Linked DNA regions of Rattus norvegicus: region 2 is linked to region 1. The links are chromatin contacts, called in public Hi-C maps. All regions are on one chromosome and are shown on one strand. Each heading gives the region's core, a stretch centred on a gene start, on an enhancer-like site or on the middle of the called end of the contact. The rest is flanking DNA. Distances are from core to core; before and after follow the strand shown.

Region 1 (3,555 bases), core at 682-3,181:
AAAAAGTCACTACATCCGGGAGCTAGAACATAGAAAATGGTAATTCCCTCGACCAGGAGCTATCAGAATCAAAACTGGCACTAGGCGTACCACGGTGCTCTTAATTACGTGTTCCAGGGAGCGCTTCCTCAGGACACCATGCTACTATTCTTTGTGTCCCCCTACAACCCCAAACACCAGCTCACTCCTCTTCCCATTCTCTGGAAATTACCCGTACTTAGTTTTCATTAGCACTGCCTTCTCTCCTTCCATCTCTGCTCCATCAACAGCATCAAGAAAACAAGTTCTCTCGCGAGTCACCTGAAGCCCCGACTTCGGGAAACGCCCCCCTTTCCTCCACCAGCCCCGCGCCAGAGAAAACCCGGCACACAGCCGCTAGTGCTACTACTTCTGTCGCTTCCACAAGCTAGGAGACGACAGGAGGCTTCAGGCTGATCCACATAAGCCAGGCCCTTGGCCCATCTACGAACCGACTCGCTTCCTCTCCAGCCTGGAGTGAGCTCCCGCGCCAGGTGGAGCACCCCGCGATCCCCAGTGCTGGGGGCTGGGGGTTACTGAAGAAAACGCTCAGCAACGTGCGCGGGCCAGGGAGAGGCGGTGCGCACAGCTCCGGCGGAGCGCTGGCAGCAGTAGCTTGGGGAAAAGAGGGGCGTGTGCTCAGCGCCAAACTGCCCCAAGTGCTATGACTCCCCTGCACTGTGACACCCGCGAGCCACGTGCATCGGTCCCCTGCACCGCTTTCCCCCACCCCCCACAGACCCAGCCTAGACCTGGGTGACGCGATGCAGTCCGCGCGCCCTTGTGGGGACATCCACCTTTTAGCTCGCCCCGGCGCGCAAACTTTCCCAACGACAATCGCTCAGGCTTTCCCGGGGGGCTTCGGAAAGTGGGCGCCCCCTTAGCCTCTGTAAAAACCCACTGAAAATATGGCGCCCTTGAACGTCGTTCCTTGGGCCCCGAAAAGCCAGGCTCCATATCCCTCCCGATCCCCGCCGGCGCGAAATCTCGGCTCCTGAGGGTCGGGGAAGGAGACTAGAGGCCGCCGCACTGGGTCCAAACCCTGCCCTCGCTCTCCGCCCCGCGCTATCCCTAAGCGGTCCTCGGCCGGCAGCTGGTTATGGGCAAGACAGCCAGGGAAAGGGGGAGTCCAGCAACCCGCAGGTCTCAGAGTCGGGGGCTAGGAGGCAGCCCGGAGTGTCTTCTCCACAAGCCGAGGCGGGAGACTTGTTTGCAAAGTGGCGCTTGAAGTAGGGGCAGCCAGTGTTGGAATGAAGCCGCTCTGCTCTCAGCCAACACAGTCGGCGCCGGGGTCACCGCCCGAGTCCAGGGGGCTCCTCGGTGCAGACCCGGCCGCTTTTCCGACCCCGTTACCGGAAACCCGAGGACTGAGCCCGAGAAGGGATCAGCTGCCTAAGGCTAGGGATCAGCTCTCGGACTCCGGCTGCAAGACTGTTTGCAAACCCCAGCACCCGGCTTGAGTGCAGCGAAACCTACATGTGCAATAGACAGGTGCATTCATTGCAATTTATTTTTCTTTTCTTGCAAAGAAGAAAAACAAACACCAAAAACCTAGGATAGGCAATGAAATCTAGAAGCTTGACAGGGTTTTTCTACATTGACATCACTTACGAGATGCAAACCCGAGAAGAAAACCACCCACATATTCCTTCTAGAGAGGGGAGGGAAAAGGCACTGAAAAATCCCTGCAGCGCGCATGCAGGCTGGAGAGCTGGGCAGCGCCACGCGCCGCGCCTTACCGCGGGGATGCAGCTACTGTCTCATTGCGGAGCGCCAGCCCCCGAGTGCAGCCAGCTCCGCTCACGCTGCGCCGCCGCCGCCGCTGCCGCCGCCGCCGCCGCTGCTGCTGGCTCCGGGCGCGGAACCGGAGCCGAGGGCGAGCGCGAGCGCACGGCCCGCGAGCGCCGGGAGGGCAGGAAGCGCGTCATCACTGGGGGACGGCGCGGCGGAGCTCTCCACCCGGCTCCTGGGTGTCCGCACCTCGGGCGCGGGATGGGGGCGCGCGCGGGGCTGTGGTGGGGTCCGCGTGCAAGAGGCGCAGAGGACACCCCCGACTGCCCCAGAATCTTGGCCCGGCTCTGAAGACCGATGAGGCGGCATGGAGACCAGGCGTCTGCTGGCATGAGGCCTCTGAGTCTTCTCAGCGTCCCTCCTGGACCACGGGCTGGGTCCTGGAGGTTACCAGGCGTGGATCCAGCCCTAAGGGTGGCAGAACGGATGCCAGTCATTTGAATTTAGGAAACCATTCTTCCAGAAAGATGGACAGCAAAGTGGGTGTGCCTATTGCACTAAATTTTTTTTTCGAGACAGCATCACACTAGGTAGACCAGGCTGGGCCCAAACTCAAATTAATCCGCCTCCTTCAGTACAGGGATTAAAGACCTGCCTCACCAAGACCCACTGTATGGGTGACTTGCTTCATACATACATTCATTCATTTGTGTATCTTTCTATCATACCCTGGAATTAAGTCACTTATGCATCCCCTGTATTTACATGTGCTGGGGGATGTTGGGATGGCAGGGTACAAAGTGAAAATTATCCTAGTTGCCACTGTGAAGGACACAGGAGAACAAATCACAAAGTCCGTTTCCTTTAAAATTATGATGTATAGAGAGACACAGAGAGGACAGATAGAATAAATTAACCAAGGTGTTCACCCTGTGTTCCAGTGGTTTGTGAAATTGTGGGGTTTTTTTCTCTTTCTGCTTGCTTCTAGTTTTATTTTTAACTTTTATAATTTTAAAAAATTAATACGAAAAGGCTTAGATGGTTATTTTTCCTCAGCCGGACACAGAGTGACCAGGATAGACTTGTCTTCCCAAGAAGTAGAGAACAAATCTCTTCAGCTCCTCAAATGCGACTATAGCAGCATTAGTGTCTCTCAGCTTGAAATTGTGGTCACTGTACATCCAAGAGTGAATCAACGTTGTAACTTGAAACTATCTTCAAGGAGTGCTTTGGGACCTTGAACAAGCCTGGCATAATGGAGAAACTAGACGAGACTCCTGAGGGGAGGGTGTCAAACGACTTTCTCAGGGGTCACATATCAGATATTTAAGACAGTGGCAAAATTGCAGGTATGAAATAGCAGCAAAAATAATTTTATGATTGGGATAAGGAGGTCACCAAAACGTGAGAAACTGTATTAAAGGGTCACAGCATTAGGAAGGTTGAGAAGCAAGGTCTTAAGAGTAAAACATTGTAACTTACTTCCTTTGCAGTAAATACACTTTATCCATCAGAATCCCCAATCAGAAAACAAATTACTGGGCTGTTTGAGGCAGTCCTAAAAGTTTCAGGACAGACTTTTCCCTGCCCCATGAATAAACATTCCTGTTTCCCAGATCCTTTTAGGCATTGGCTAGGTTAGCAGAATAGAGGTGGCAAGCTATCTCATGGATTTTGAAAGCAAATGTTTATTGATTTCATTAAGACCTGGTAAGAAGCTTGTCCTGGCTGGTTTTGGTGACAACTTGACACCAGCTGGACTTAACACAAAGAAAGGAGCCTCCCTTGAGGAAATGCCTCCATGAG
Region 2 (3,555 bases), core at 544-3,043, 130 kb before region 1:
AATCTACTATTTTGTTGCAAAGACTTCAACCTTTACTACAATTTTCTATTAATAGTGGTTCAGATAATAATCTGTTAGGAGGAGGGGGGAGGAGAGAACAGGCTAAAGGAAGCAGAGTGAGCAGACAGAGTCAGATTAACAGATGAAATGTGGCTGAGAAGTGTAGCCTGGTGGCCCAATGCTTGCCTAGTGTATATGAAGACCTGTGTTCAATCTCCCACACTGAAATTTTTTCAAAGGGGGCAGGGGAAGAAGGGCTACTACGAAGGTGCAAGATGGGCTTATGACAGGCTTCAGACTGTACCATCACCATTGAAATGTTACAAACTCAGCTGGCAAAGGTACCTGCCACCAAGTCTGACTTCAGTCCTTAGAATCCACATGAGGGAAGAAGAGAACTGGTTCCTAGAAGTTGTCTTCTGATCTCCTGTTGTGTGAACTATTTTTACGAAGATGAAGTGAGATGTCTATTCACTCTGGATAGGGAACTGATGATAGACCAAAATAAGGACACCATCAAAGTCAAAATTAGTGAACCAGTGAGTCACTTACAAGAGTATGAGTAAGGTCCATGAATGACAGAAAGGGAGCTGCATCATCAAACATCCCCCCTCCATAACTCATGAAATATGAAACTCTACACAACTCACAAATAGCTCAAACAGTCCAGAGTTTCCCACTCCTCAGAAGTCCTTATACACTGCTTACATAACCTTAGAGCAGGGGCCTTGTAAATTTCAGGGACTTCCTGACACTTGTAAGTTTTCACTAAATGAGCTTGTTGTTTTGTTTTGTTTTGTTTTGTTTTGTTTTGTTTTGTTTTGAAGACAGGCTTTTTTCACCCTATTGGTTAGCCTATACTTCACCATGTAAACCAAGCTGACCAGACACTCCCAGATATCCCCCTGCATCTGCCTCCCATATGCTGAGATTAAAGATGTGCACATGATTTTTTGGCCAAGAAGGAGTGTTTCAGGTAACAGGAACTTGTTACACACCTCCCTACGCATAATTTGGCAAGGGCATAAGCCATGTGCAAATAAATACATGCCAGTGTAACACACGCGCGTGCGCGCACACACACACACACACACACACACACACACACACACACACACACACACAGAGGAAGTAAATAAATCTGTACCTTAAAAGTAAAAAGGGGGTTGGGGATTTAGCTCAATGGTAGAGCGCTTGCCTAGCAAACGCAAGGCCCTGGGTTCGATCCCCAGCTCCGAAAAAAAAAAGAAAAAAAAAAAAAAAAAAAAGTAAAAAGAAATGTATATGCTCATTAACTTCATTCACCCATCATCAATGAAGGAAATGAGGCGGTGTCCTCACCAGGAAAAAATAGAGGGCTCTCGGCAGTGTTTTCCAATCTACAAAATCACACTACACCATCAAACTTAGAGAAATACCACTACATGGGGGTCCCCTTCCCCCTTCAAACTCAAACCTGTGCCTCTGTAATAAAGCTTGTTTATCAAAATACAAGTCCCTGTCATGTATTTGCTTGAAATGCAATTGCACAGAAAACCTATATGAACTCGTAAAGAAAACTGTTTCAAAACAAAAATAAAATCTTTCTGCCATTAAAATGGGACAGGAAACACGGCTGCCATGGAGACTGCTTGGCATCCAGCACATGAGTATGGCTTTGACCTATCACTGGCCTCCCAGAAACTCTGTCCAATTAAGCTGATGTGGGCTGAGGCTGGCAATATCTAAAGCAGAGACACACCAGGGCTTCAGCCATGGAAGAAAAGCCATGTGATGAGACTCTCGGGGCTGTGCAGCTGTCTAGAAGCGAATGTGTGCCCAAAGACAAAATCAAAGGGCCTGAGATAATGAGGCAACTACCAATACATAGAGTGAATTCCTTCCCTTGTCTGCCAGACGATTTTTGTCTTATTTGTAGTCGAAACGAATCCCCAGTGAAGTTCAGAATTCTTCACGCAGAACAACACAACTCCAAAAATCCACATAAAACAGAAGGGAAGGGCACGGGTCTTCTGCACAGGAGAGGGCAGAAATCCACAGGACTCCAGAGCCGCTCTGGTGGCGCCAGTCCTGCCAATAAAACCGAGTGTTTCCAGCATGCTTTCAGTATTGCCCAATCCTCAATCAATAAAGGACTTCACACAAGCTGAACCACAAAGGCAGGAAGAGATTCCACTCAGACAAGTTTCCGTAGCCCTGAAATTCACATCTGTGTCTTCAAAAAGAGAGTTGTATCAGATCATTTGAGGTGTCACAATTAAATGAGCTGCATTTGAGAATTTCTCTTCGTACCTGATTGACAACTCCTTAAAATCAGGACCACACCACCCTGGAACATTCCTTCTCTCCTCAGGCTCTGTGTGTGTGCACAGGAGAGTGGAAGACAGGTCTCTCTCAGGCTTTGTCTGTCTCCACCTCCTCAGAGGTGAGATTATAAGCATGTGTCATGACGCTCAGCTTTTTAATTGGTTCTGGGCATCAAACAAAGGTCCACATCCTTGTATGGCAAGCACTTCACCAACCAAACCATCTTCTCAGCCCTTCCACAGGGAATCTTGTTTTGAAAAGGAATGTGAAGGCAGATATGGAAGGGGCACGGCATCCAACATGGTACACACACACACACACACACACACACATACACACACACACACACACACACACATACACACACGGTTACAGGTGCTTGACATAGCAATGCCAAGCATTGTGTGAGATTATTTTATACTTCATAACCTATTCACTGCAAATTCTCACTCACACAAACCTGACATGAAAACATCTTTGAAAACAAATAATAAAACAAAACTCCATCCATGTCCACAAAGCAGGTAAAACAAAAATAAATGACAATCTCAAAGGAAGCATGCTTGAGTCCTCTGCTGCACGGCTCACAAAGTCCTTGGCACCTCGGGAACACCAATGCTACAGATGCTTTCTCATATATAAATAACACTGCACCCACCCTTCAGGCATGCACACATTGTGATACTATGCATACCACATAGTTTACAAAACCCGACAAGCAATGAGCTACGTGGTAACTACACTGCAGAGACAAGAAGAAAGAAGAGCTTCGACTCTTGCCCAGATGAGCAGAAAGCAAGACCCAGTCCTTAGTTTGAAAGCCGAATAGACATGCAGCCTCCCAAACAATAGAATTATATCTCACTGCTACAGTGGAGCGTTTCCTGATGATCTTTACACACTCGTGTCACAATAAATATATTCGTATATGCAAGCTATGTTTCCGCTGAGCGTGACGTCAGATAAATTATAATGTATACAGGATGAATGCCCATGCGGCAGTGAACACAAACTAGCCTCGCAAACAATACAGTTAGAACGTCCTGAATAACACTGAGCTGATGGTTGGAAACAGCTAAAGTAAAATTACCTTAAAGGAGATTAAAACTGCACTAGGGAGGAGCTAGAGAGACAGATCAGTGGCTATGAGGACTAGCTACTCTTGCAGAGGACCCAAGTACACCTATTTGGCAACTCACAATCACCTATAACTCTAGTTCCAGGGGATCCAATGCCCTCCTCCTACCT

What was found. A called contact is a pair of places that touch in the nucleus more often than the background predicts.
Region 2: a Hi-C map of liver shows a contact between it and region 1, with 4 times the contacts expected there. The contact joins the enhancer-like site here to the promoter of Tln2 in region 1. A contact is called at or near these places in 2 of 12 Hi-C or Micro-C datasets (kidney and liver) and 1 of 1 datasets of contacts at active chromatin or transcription factors (oligodendrocytes).

The regions. Positions count from the first base shown.
Region 1 is chr8:77,131,430-77,134,984 of GRCr8, forward strand. It overlaps Tln2 (talin 2), which reads right to left and starts at 1,932. Exons shown (of 59, transcript NM_001419941.1): 1 at 1,758-1,932.
Region 2 is chr8:77,006,343-77,009,897 of GRCr8, forward strand. The region is part of intron 2 of Tln2 (talin 2); the gene reads right to left. Among named protein-coding and RNA genes, the nearest start is that of Tln2, 130 kb to the right of the region's middle. Within about 2 kb of position 1,794, at least 4 of the 93 cell types and tissues checked have an H3K27ac peak or open chromatin away from gene starts, as enhancers often do. A contact at or near this core is called in liver, where this site is marked.